2 separate regions of the Sus scrofa genome follow, and region 2 is linked to region 1. The links are chromatin contacts, called in public HiChIP or PLAC-seq maps. All regions are on one chromosome and are shown on one strand. The core of a region is the stretch at or near the end of the contact, and the rest is flanking DNA. Distances in the headings are between cores, read along the strand shown.

Region 1 (6,590 bases), core at 2,554-5,053:
TGGCCTTGCTCAGTGGGTTAATGATTGGGCATTGCTGTGAGCTGTGGTATAGGTCACAGATACAGCTTGGATCTAGCATTGCTGTGGCTGTAATGAAGGCCGGAAGCTGCAGCTCCGATTGACCCCTGGCCCAGGACTTCCATATGCCACAGGTGTAGCCACAGGAAAATAAAATGACATCTTGCCAAGAAAGTGAAAAGAGGAGCTCCCTTGTAGCACAGTGGGTTAAGGATTGGGGCACTGTCGCTGCAGCAACCTTGACTGCTGCTATGGCACGGGTTTGATCCCTGGCCTGGGAACTTCCACATGCTGCAGGTGTGGACAAAAAAAAAAAAAAAAAAGTGAAACGACAATATACAAAACAGGAGAAAATATCTGCAAATCATATCTTGCTAAGTGTGAATGGTTACTACGAGGACACAGGTTCGATCTCTGCCCTCGATCAATGGGTTAAGGATCTGGCGTTGCCATGAACTGTGGGGTAGGTCACAGACACAGCTCAGATCTGGCATTGCTGTGGCTGTGATGTAGGCCAGCGGCTAGAGCTCCAGTTCAACCCCTAGCCTGGGAACCTTCATATGCTGTGAGTGCGACCCTAAAAAGACTAAATAAATAAATTTTAAAAATGAAAATAGAATTACCATATGATCCAGAAGTTCCACTTCTGGGTATATACCACAAAAAATTGAAAGCATAATTTTCAAGAGGTATTTGTATACCCATGTTCATAGCAGCACTATTCACAATAGCTGAAGGTGGAAGCAACCTAAGTCCATCAACACATTATTAATGGAAAAACAAAATGTGATGTATACATAGTCATATATCATTCAGCCTGAAAATGGAAGGAAATTTTGATGCATGCTATGGCATGGATGAACCTTAAGAACATTATGCTAAGTAAAATAAGCCAGTCACAAAAGGGCAAATATTTTATTTTATTTATTTATTTTTGTCTTTTTGCCTCTTTCAGGGCTGCTTCTCGGGGCATATGGAGGTTCCCAGGCTAGGGGTCCAATCGGAGCTGTAGCCACTGCCCTACGCCAGAGCCACAGCAACAAGGGATCCGAGCCGCGTCTGCAACCCACACCACAGCTCATGGCAACGGATCCTTAACCCACTGAGCAAGGGCAGGGATCGAACCCGCAACCTCATGGTTCCTAGTCGGATTTGTTAACCACTGCGCCACGATGGGAACTCCAAAGGGCAAATATTTTATGATTCCAGGGCCTAGAGGAATGGGAGATTGATGAGTGACAACCAAGGGGTATACAGGTTTTTTTTTTTTTTGGTATTAATGACAATGTTATAAAATATGTTGATGGATACACAATTTTGTGAATATACTAAAACCACCAAATGGTACATTTCAAATGGGTTATCTCAATAAACTTTTTAAAAGATTAGTGTCAGACTTAATGAAAACCTTCCATGCCATACCATTGGCTTTACTGTCAGTCCTTTTCAACATCCAAAAACAGGAGTTCCCGTCGTGGCGCAGTGGTTAATGAGTCCGACTAAGAACCATGAGGTTGTGGGTTCGATCCCTGGCCTTGCTCAGTGGGCCCGACGATCCGGCGTTGCCGTGAGCTGTGGTGTAGGTTGCAGACTCGCTCGGATCTGGCGTTGCTGTGGCTGTGGTGTAGGCCAGCAGCTGTAGCTCTGATTTGACCCCTAGCCTGGGAACCTCCATATGCCACAGAGCGGCCCTAGAAAAGACCAAAAAAAAAAAAAAAAAAAAAAAAATCCAAAAACAAAGCATAAAAATAGTGTTTATTAATATTTTAAAGTAACATAAAGCCATAAAAGTAGTTAATATAGTCCCTCCATGGGAGACTAGAGACTAAATTACCTTAATAGTAATTTAATAGTGTGTTCAACAATAGCTAACATTTATGTGGCATTTATTATAGGCAAGGCACTGTTTTGTGTGCTTGTAGTTGTTAACTCTAATCCTCACAGTAGCCTTAAGAGGCAAGTACAATTAATGTCACCATTTTACAGGTGAGAATATTAAGGCCCAGAGAGGCTAAATGATCCCCCACTCCCCACAAGATCAGACTCACACAGCTAGTTAGTGGTAGAGCCTGGATTCAAGCCCAGGAATTCTGTTTGCAGAGTCCATGCTCTTAACCATTTCACTCTCCAACAACCTATATTTTTAACAAAGATAAATGTAGGAGTTCCCGTCACGGCACAGTGGAAACAAATCCGACTAGGAACCATGAGGTTGCAGATTTGATCCCTGGCTCTGCTGGTGGGTTAAGGATCCGGCGTTGCTGTGAGCTGTGGTGTAGGTCGAAGATGCAGCTCAGATCTAGTGTTGCTGTGGCTCTGGTGTAGGACGGCAGCAACAGCTCCAAATAGACCCCTAGCCTGGGAACCTCCATATGCCGAGGGCGATGGAGACAAAAAGACAAATAAAACCCCCAAAAAAACCCAAACAAAAACAAAGATAAATGTAAATTCCTGTATTTAGGGCAAAAAGAGAGATGGCAAGTAAGAGAGACATATTTTAAGATATCAAAAGTTTGAAGACCATCGCCTTTTAGAAGGACATTGCCGAAATGACATATTCCCAAGAAACAAAAAGGTGAAAGCTTTAAGGTAACTTACTATAGGGTGAGTATAGGAACCGGGGCTTTGGTCTAGAGAAAAAAAAAGTAAAGTAGCTATATTAAAATATTTAGTATCTGTGGTATTCAGATAGCTAAAGACCTGTAATTGAATGGCTCTATATTATTTTTTCTAGAGGACATAATTAGGTGGTTTAACTTGGAATTTGAGAGCATAGACTTTGGAAACAGTTTGAGTGGATTCAGATCCTGGAACTGAATCTGTGGGAACTGCTGCCATAAGGAATCTCTGCTTCTAAGAAGCTGCTCAGGTGACACTCTTGAAGGTGTTTGAGGACCTATACCGCCCACCGCTGGTCGCTCACCAGAAGAGGCGCTCCCAATGACACTCCTGCCTCTCCTGGGAGAATCACGAAGGGAGAATCTCAAAAGCCCTGCAGCTGGGTTTAAGAAGAAACAAAAGTGTCAGTTATTAACAGTTTGACATTCTACAGAATGGCGCTCAAAGAAAAGTGGCGAATCTGCTCTCCTGTATTAACCAGAGCTGTAAACAGCAGTTTGACATTTGGGCTCTTTGAGTCAAAATGGGTCAAAGTCAAGAGACAAACTGGAGCTATTAAACTGTTTACCTAGTGTATTAAAAACTCTTGGATCTGAGAAGGAAATTATTAGTAGCATAGTTTAAGGGTGGCTTAAAATAGTCATGCGGGAGTTCCTGTCCTGGCTCAGTGGTTAAGGACTAGTATCCATGAGGACATGGGTTCGATCCCTGACCCCATTCAGTGAGTTAAGGATCTGGCATTGCCATGAACTGTGGTGTAGCTGCAGACGCGGCTCGGATCCCCGTAGCTGTTGCTGTGGTGTAGGCCAGCAACTGCAGCTTCAATTCGACCCCTAGCTGGGAACCTCCACATGCCTCCACATAAGGGTGTGGCCCAAGAAAGACAAATGACAAATAAACTTAAGAAAAAAAAGTCATGGGGCCTACCCAGACTGCCTTACCACGACGTGACACTGCTTCTACGCGGAAATAATTTTACATTCCTAACAAATGAATTACGAAAGGTATTCCCCCGCCATTACTACTCTCAGACCAAACGTTACTAGAGGGACGAAAACAGTGGGTCAAGAGCTATTGATTGACGTACATTCCAACCAATCTACAACGGAAGAAGAGTGCGCCTGCGTGAGGCGTAACTCAACCCGTACTTAGCGTCAGCGGAAGAGGCGGGGCAAGTGGAGACGGCCACCGCAGGGTTGGCGGACTTGAGAAGGAGCAAAGATGGCGGAGTGAGGCACGTCGCAGCTCGCTGGCCTTTGGGCCGGGGGGCGGGCGGCCCCCGGGCGCTCGAGTGCTTCTTCTGGCCAGTGCGAGGTAAGCCTAGAAGGCTAGCGACGGAGGAATGAGCAGAAAGTGGCGCGGCCTATCCCTTTCGAGAGACGGAGCGCATGGAGTTTAGTCGCGCGGGCGCAGGCCTCGGCCGGGCGAGGTTTACCTCCGAGCTGCCCCAGGGCAGCCGCCCCTGCTTTTGGCGGTGTGTTACACACGCTTGAGTCCCCGACCCGCCACTGACCTCTGTACCTTGCCTTGGCTGAGTTGGTACTTTCCGCTTGTTACCCAGCGATTGCACCTACGCGAGTGTGTATCTGGCATTCTCTGCGTCTGCCATCCGCTTATCTTTTGAAGAGTAGCTTTGTTTTATTGATTTATTTATGCTTCTCGCCTGTTTGGCTTAAGGTTCGGGTATCAATTGAGGCTTCTTGCGGCTCTGAGTATTTTGTGTTCCTGGCCTGTTGACCTTGAGATTTGGGTAATAGGTCACCCACCTCCATCCCGGGATTTTAGTTTGACTCTGTGTATCACGCACTTTCTCGTGCTTATCTTTATTATATCCATGCGTTCCCACTTCCACCTCTCAAACTTTGTTAAGATCGGTGTAAGCAGCTTTGTCCTTGTATGACCTGATAGTTACCTAATGGCGCTTTAATCTCGGATGATTCTAGGTTGAATTCACCGTTGTTTTTCACACAAAGGAGTCATTGTACAATTTTTATTTAGAATGAAAGAGTTTAGGGAATTATGAGAAAGCAATTTGCGGAATGTGGTGGGGTTACAAAGTATAATACTGTCAGGCGTTTGTATTCGGTTCTTGTTTAATTTTATGGAATATCTCTTTGTTTTGTTTGTTTTTGTTTTTTGCCTTTTTTACCTTTTCTGGGGCCGCTCCCGCGGCATGTGGAGGTTCCCAGGCTAGGGGTCCAATCGGAGCTGTAAGCCACTGGCCTACGCAAGAGCCACAGCAACGCGGGATCCGAGCCGCGTCTGCGACCTACACCACAGCTCACGGTAACGCCAGATCCTTAACTCACTGAGCGAGGCCAGGGATGGAACCCGAAACCTCATGGTTCCTAGTCGGATTCCTTAACCACTGACCTTAACCACTGAGCCACGACGGGAACTCCCTGGAATATCTCATTTTGTAATTTGGGTTGTTGTAACCTCTCACTCATCCCCCCGTTTAAATTCTGGGGAAAATCCTTGTTTCTGAAGTTGGTGAAGCTTGTTTAAAATTGGCACGTTATTTGGGCCCGGTTAGAATATGTGCTAATACAAATGAATGTATCCGGTATGCCTTTTCCTGGCCCTGTACCTAGCAGAGCTGAAAATACGAGGTTAAAGAAACACTTCTCAATAAGAATTTTCTGTTGCTCTTGTCAGGAGTAATTTTTCATTTCATCTAGGAGAAGAAATAAGGTATGGGGCAGGAAAAAGGAACAGAATATTCTTCCTTTCTACCTTACAAAGAGGAGTGGTTATCTGTACTAAAGCAAAGTCTTTTATGGAAAAAGGTTCTCAAAGAGGACGGTGTTAATTAAAAACTTGAGAACACTGCTCCACGAGTTTGGACATCTTTATAAAATTAATGCCAGTGCAGGTAGAGTAACTTTCTTTTCTTTCCTTCCTTCCTCCCTTCCTCCCTTGCTTTGTCTTTTTAATGCCACATCTGCATCATATGGAAATTCCCAGGCTAGGGGTGGAGTTGGAGCTGTAGCTGCCAACCTACACCACAACTACACCAACTCGGGGCAACCCGAGTGAGCCACAGGTCATGGTGGTGCCGGATCCTTAACCCAATGAGTGAGGCCAGGGATTGAACCTGCATCCTCAGGGATACTAGTTGTGTTTGTAACTCACCCAACCACTGTGGGAACTCTGAGAGTAACTCAGAGTTTGATTATTTGATAGTGATGGTTTAAGAATAATTTGGTTCATTTGAATAATTTTGCACATGAATGCATATAGCTCTAGTGAAGGCTGTATCCTTACTGTAATGTTCTTTTTATTTTTCCTTATCAAAGGCAGAACATTTTTTCTTGACTTTTAGGTGGTTTTATATTCATCTTAGAAAAAACACAAAATTCTGAACTCAGGATTTGGCAAGTGAGTAATAGTGACTAATGTATCCAAATATTTGTTTAAGCAGATTGGAAATACATAGAAGTGGAACAGTAAATCATTAGCTTCAACAGAAAATGAACATCAAAAGTGACCGTAATTTTTTTTTCTTTTTAGGGCTGCACCTGCGCATATGGAAGTTCCCAGGCTAGGGGTCGAATCAGAGCTACAGCTGCCAGCCTACACCACAGTCATAACAACACTGGATCCAAGCCATGTCTGCGACCCACACCCACAGCTCACGGCAACACTAGATCCTTAACCCACTGAGCAAGGCCAGGAATTGAATTGGCATCCTCATGGATACTAGTTGGATTCGTTTCCACTGCGCCACAATGGGAACTCCCCAGATGTTGATATTTTAATATTTACTTTCTAAAGCCTTTTCAGTAGGCCTTTAATATTTCTAGGTATGAGTCTGTTTTTCTGAATTTACCACAGAAGTAAAGTACACTCTTGCTCAAAGAGCAAGAGGTGATAGTGCTTCCATAATTGATAACATTGTCTGCAAGCTAGAGTTCACACCTCCTATATTAATTTCCTGGGGCTGCTATAAC
Region 2 (6,177 bases), core at 114-2,613, 47 kb before region 1:
ATGCTTGGACAATAAGGAAATTTAAGAAATGTTAAAGTAAATCAGAAAAACAACACAAAGCAAAGAAAGCCTTGAGGACAGCTGCAAAAGGTAAGATTCAAAATTTGGAAGAACAAGTAAGGTCAGGATCCAGAGACAGGCTTCAAGGCAGACTCAGAAAATGGACACATGTCGCTGACATCAAACTTTTTCTACCATACTCATACTCGCAGGATAAAAGGAAGCTCCTGTGGTCTAGACGAGCATATCCAAAATGCTACATTCTGTGTATGACGGCAGACATTATTAGGACAAAACAGAGTAAGTCAATCACGAAAACAAACTCAGTAAGACTATAAACTTGATCTCATGCCAATCTATCAAAGCCTTAGGTAAAGCTTAAAAACTAGTAATCTAAGTTGACTTGGGCAGCTCGCTAAAATAGCCTTCTAGTACTTAGGTACTAAGTGACAGAGGTCAAAATTTGGTTCTTCCATAATTCAAATCTGTTCTGTAATAAGCCCAACAATCGAGTGAAGGGGTGTAAAGGCACTGAAGCCACAGTTAAAGATCTGGTTCACCTGGCAGGGTGTACTAATTTAACAAGTGGCTTTAAGCGTTTTCAGGAAAACAAAAATATGCCATGAGAACAAAATGCAAAATCCCTCATCTTTAAGGCAAAATAAGAAACTTAAAAACAAACTGCGGGCCATACACTAGAAATTCTCTCCTCCACCGTTAGATTTTTTTTTCTCCGACGGAAGTTTAGGAAATCTGGTCCCTATTTCAGCCAAATGGTGAGTTCCTCGCGCTTCAGTCTTGAACTAACAAAAGAGGGACTGCTGTTAAGGAAGAACTCTCGGGAAGTTCCAAGCCCGCGGTGGCTGTTACCAAAGGACAGTCCAGAAAAAAACAAATTACAGAAAAGTACGCAGCGCAGGACACCGACGCAGCGGAGCGGACGCCAACCGGCCTGAACAGAAGGTCCCGGCTGTTTCCCAAGGAGCCAATCAGCGCGCGGCCCCGAAGCTGGCACCCGAGCGCCCCCCAGGCAGGAAAAATGAGATGCAACTCCCAGCATGCAGTTCCCAGGAGACACGCCCTGGCTTTCACCCAAGCGACGTTTTGTCTATTTTGATTGTTTCTCTCCGCGATCCATGCCAGTTGTAGGGTGGGGTTTCTAGAATTAGAGTTCTGTGATAAAGGGGTTGGCTACGCTGTATGTCACAGGTCTGCGTGTTGTAAAACGGTGGGTCAAGGCGTTGCCCTTTTAATTGCGGTCTCTAAGGCCAGAGTGGCATTGCCCATTTAAGGCCGGTGGCATCATGGTTCCGGGGGCGTGGTCCGTTTTGAGCTAGACCTGGCCTGGCGCTGGGCTGATTCATTCGGGGGCTGGAGCTAGGAACGTCGACGTCGGCTCCTGAGCCGGGCGCAGTCTCACTCCCAATTGGCTGGGCCTCTGGGCCGCCCTTCTCCGCGCGCCACCCCTGGGTTCCCTTCCCGGCCCTCAGTAGAAATACTGCCCTCTCCGTTTTTGACCCCGGTCCTTCCTCCCCTTCTTCCCTCTCTCCTGCAGCCGCTGTCGCTTCAGGCGCCCCTGCTCCCGGAGGAGCTCCCGGCTTAGTGATGGGGTCCCGGGCCTCCACGTTACTGCGGGACGAAGAGCTCGAGGAGATCAAGAAGGAGACTGGCTGTGAGTTCGGGTAGGGGGTGGCAACGCGGCCGGGCGCCGCCGGTTGGCCTCAGGAGGGAGGGTAACTGTAGCTGAAGTCTGAAGCTGGGGTGCCGGGAGGTTGTGGGGTTCCTGGGAAGTTTCCAGCGCTAGAGCTTCGGGGATGATGGAGAACCAGTTCTTACAGCTACAGCTACCCAGAGTGGGGCTCTGGCTCCTGTGGGGTTGTCCTGCTCAAAGTAATCCCGCTCTTTTCTCCTCTTGCACTTGAAAGTCTCCGAATTTTTTATCTTTCTGGAACAACCTCAAATTTCTGAAGGAATCCTGTAGAAAACATTCTGTCCGTTTCTGTGACGTTTCTGGGCAGGGTGTTACAGCTACTGACAACGGTGGGAAATCAAACAAATTATTGCCTCAGCTAGAAAAATAAATACAGAAAGTGAGATCGTATAGTAAGGCTTTGGAAGACATGACCTGCTGATGGGAGACCTTAAAGAGTCAGGGATCTGAGAGTGAGACTTCTTTCATTTTGAACTTGTGGAGAGAAAGTACGGATTCTGTGACTACCAGTTTTTTAAATTTACACTGAGGATGTTTGCTGTCCTGATTTCAGATATATTGATTTCTATTATGCTGGTTTACTTTATGCAGTCGCCATAGAAACTGGATGTGCTCCAAAAATCTCAGTGTGAATTTGTTTTAGGAACTGACTTTAATAATCCAGTCTCTTCCTCATTAACCAGAAAGGGGTAACATGGCTTTGGGATTTCAGAATCCCAGAAAACATCATATATTTGTGTAGCTGGCCCTCGATAATGCGTATGATATTTTCTCTTCTCACTAATCCATTATGACTCATGTATTTTACATGATTTGTGGAAGCATCTGGGTTCTGAGTTTTAGGATACCTGTCTTTGATAATGAGATGACAAGTAAGTCACCGAATGGTCCATTTGCAGATAATAGTGAGTGCTTGGGTAACTTCAGAATTACTCAGGCAGTGGTGGCCTGAGATAAATTAAATGCTGTTTAACTTTCTAGAATCTTCAAGTTGGAAGGGATGTTATTTATCTAGTCTCATCCCTTCTCAGATTGGTTTACTGCTTTCAGCATCTCCAAACTCATGGTCATTAAGTCTCTCCATAATGACTTTAAGGATGGTGAGCTCACCACCTTCCAATGTAGTTCTTTTTATTATATTTATTTTATTTTTTAGGGCCAAACCTGCGGCATATGGAAGTTCCCAGTCTAGAGGTCAAATTGGAGCTTCAACTGCTGGCCTATGCCACAGCCATAGCCACAAGGGATCTGAGCCACGTTTTCTACCTACACCACAGCTCACAGCAACACTGGATCCTTAACCCACCAAGTGAGGCCGGGGATCAAACTCATATCGTCTTGGATACTAGTCAGGCTCATTACTCCTGAGCCATAATGGGAACTCCACCTTCCAAAGTAGTCCTTTTTATGATTTTGAACAAATGACAGAAAATAGTTAGCTGTTTATAATGTGCAGTATGTTTGGCCACTTGACCTTATGGTCATTTTATGACTTACTCTGACTCCAAGAGTGGAAATATGGGCAAGAATTTTAACACTTTGTGGCTGTGACCTCTGGCCACACTTGTAAATATAAGAACTACTTTATTTTATTTCATTTATTTATTTATTTTAGGGCCACACCTGTAGCATATGGAAGTTCCCAGGCTAGGGGTCAAATTGGAGGTACAGCTGCCAGCCTATGCCACAGCCACAGCAACTCGGGATCCGAGGCTTGTCTGTGACCTTCACCACAGCTCATAGCAATGTTGGGTCCCTGACCCAATAAGTAAGGCCAGGGATAGAACCTGCATCCTTATGGATACTTGTCGGATTCATTTCTGCTGTACCACAACGATAAATCCTGTGAGAACTACTTTCTTAGGTGACACCAGAGTTAAAGTGTTTGTGCTTAAAATAAAAGTCATATAATGAGGGAGTGTGCATCAGAGTGAAGGTGGAAAAAGCAATTTTTGTCTTAAGATGAAGGGAGCAGTAATCCCATTCTGGTTTTATTACATTTTAACAAATGAAAGGGGCCTCTGTTCCTATAGAACTCTGTCTGGGTTATTTTCCTATGTGACTTGTGAGAACTGAGTACTCCTGCAGTTATTTTCCTAGCTGCTGAAAAGTAAATCAAGCTGAGGGAATTATCACCCACAGCCAGTGTAAAAGTACGAATTAAGTCAGAAAGCCTAATGAAACAACTACTTATTGAATTTTTGCAGTGTCTTAGTTCAGTACCATGCTGGGTATTCAAAGCAGATGGTGACATAAGATGCCCACAACCTGGTTGTGGAGATAAGCCCACAGGGTTAGGTACCTGAAATTGTGTGGTACCCACATTCAGAATTCAGGGAAGAGTTCTTGTGAGGTGGCCTGAGGAGGACTGGAATTGGGCCTTAATACATGCATGATTTGATTATGTTTGGATAAATTAACCTAGGGCATTTCGAGTGGCTTCTACCCTTGTCCTCCCCTGGCCTGGTACACCGTTATTCCTCTGCTCTGGAAGTTGAGCCACCAGTGTATCCAGTTAGTGCTCATCAGCATAGTTGATTCTTAAAGCAGTAATCTTAAGAGTTCCTGTTGTGACTCAGTGGGCTAGGGACCCGACATAGCCTCTCTGAGGTTGTGGGTTTGATCCCTGGCCTTGCTCAGTGGATTAAGGATCTGGCCTTGCAGCAAAGATGTGGCTCGAATCCCATGTTGCCGTGGTATAGGCCAGCAGCTGCAGCTCCAATTTCACCCCTAGCCCAGGAACTTCCATATGCTACAGGTGCAGCCCTAAAAAGAAAACAAAAACAGGGAGTTCCCGTCATGGCGCAGTGGTTAACGATTCCGACTAGGAACCATGAGGTTGCGGGTTCGGTCCCTGCCCTTGCTCAGTGGGTTAACGATCCGGCGTTGCCGTGAGCTGTGGTGTAGGTTGCAGACGAGGCTCGGATCCTGCGTTGCTGTGGCTCTGGCGTAGGCCAGCGGCTACAGCTCCAATTGGACCCCTAGCCTGGGAACCTCCATATGCCACGGAAGTGGCCCAAAGAAATAGCAAAAAGACAAAAAAAAAAAAAAAAAAAAAAGAAAGAAAGAAAAGAAAAGAAAAACCACACACACAAACCCTGTCAAAAACACTTCGTGTGGGCGTAAAACATTTGATGTATTGTCTTTGTTCTCTTACCTTCTTTCACACTGTAGCATTCCCATAAAGTCATTCGAATAAAAGTTGTCATTAGGGGAAAGGTCACAAGTGTCTTGGGAGTTTCTGTAATCTTCACCTTTTAGTTCACTTAACTATGTGGCAATAACCTGGAGTGAATTACTTAAAACCATTTAAAAAAAATAGCCACATAACCTGTGAGAAACAATTCATGCCAACTGAGTAGTAATAAAAGCCAATTCATTTATTTTTAGTCCCTAGCTTCTGGTGTGTGGCATGTGGTATGGCGAAGGTGTTGAACAGGTTTGGGAAGTAAGTTTTCCTGGGTGGTGAGGTTTTGTTTGTTTGAAAGGGTGGAGTGGTGATAGAATTATGGTGAATTTCTCTGTAGTTAAAGAACACAAGCCTGGGAAAGGCAATTTGCTTGAGCATAATTTCCTGGGCTAGAATGTAAGTGGAAGTTCAATGTCAGGCTGCTCCTGCCTCAAAATGCAGGACCCCTTCGTGGGCCTCACCTGCCTTGCCGTAGTTCCTGAAGGTTCTATCGTTACAGGAGACCCTGCTGTCTTCTCGGTCTTAATGAAATGGAATCGCACACATAACTAACACCTTTAGCTGGTTTGAGATTACGTGATTTGTAGAACTCTGTACTTTCACCAACCCCCAACATTTTATGATGAAAAATTTCAAACATACAGAGATGTTACAATAGTATAATGAACATCCATGTACCTCCTATGTTAATTGAACAGTTGTTACCACTTTGCTAAGTTTGCTTTGTCTATTTATGTATATCTTTTGATGAACCATTTGAAAGTTGCAGATATCAGAACTCTCCATCCCTAAATCCTTCTGAGTGTATCTCCTGAGAATAGGGATTTTTTCCTACATAACCACAATACAATTATCACACCTAAGAAAGTTGATTATAATTCTATAACTATTTGTCATTTAGTCCATATTCAAATTTTCCCAATTATAAGAAGGTAGATTTTTTTTTTTTAATGTCTTTTAAGTCTCTTTTAATCTACAGATTTTTTTGAAAGAGTAGGCCAGCTCTTGAAGTCCTCTTGCCCCGGGGAAATGTGAAATGGTTAGGTGTGTTCAGGAGGAATGCAGAGGTATAGACTTCAACTTCTCAATCTTTTATCTAGAATTACCTCTGGTTGCATGTATATGATTTATCGAGTTTATCAATCCATTCTTCTGCATTAAGATTTTTTAAAAAGATATATTTAGGATAAAGGCAAGGGCAGAATAACTCTTTTCTTACTCCCTTTGCATTTTTATTCTTCATACTGTTTTTCCTCCTTGGTGCTTGGCAATTCTC

Evidence for each region. HiChIP or PLAC-seq counts read pairs in DNA pulled down with a chosen protein or histone mark.
Region 2: an H3K27ac HiChIP or PLAC-seq map of alveolar macrophages shows a contact between it and region 1. The contact joins the promoter of CHP1 here to the promoter of NUSAP1 in region 1. A contact is called at or near these places in 1 of 5 promoter capture datasets (liver), 13 of 47 Hi-C or Micro-C datasets (alveolar macrophages, blood, embryonic fibroblasts and 6 more) and 2 of 2 datasets of contacts at active chromatin or transcription factors (alveolar macrophages and skeletal muscle).

What each region holds. Positions count from the first base shown.
Region 1 is chr1:130,062,854-130,069,443 of Sscrofa11.1, reverse strand. NUSAP1 (nucleolar and spindle-associated protein 1) reads left to right here and starts at 3,803. Exons shown (of 12, transcript XM_021097458.1): 1 at 3,803-3,951.
Region 2 is chr1:130,107,647-130,113,823 of Sscrofa11.1, reverse strand. It overlaps CHP1 (calcineurin B homologous protein 1), which reads left to right and starts at 1,363. Exons shown (of 7, transcript XM_013993169.2): 1 at 1,363-1,672. The coding sequence starts at 1,606. It overlaps EXD1 (piRNA biogenesis protein EXD1), which reads right to left and starts at 1,363. Exons shown (of 11, transcript XM_021097534.1): 1 at 695-1,363.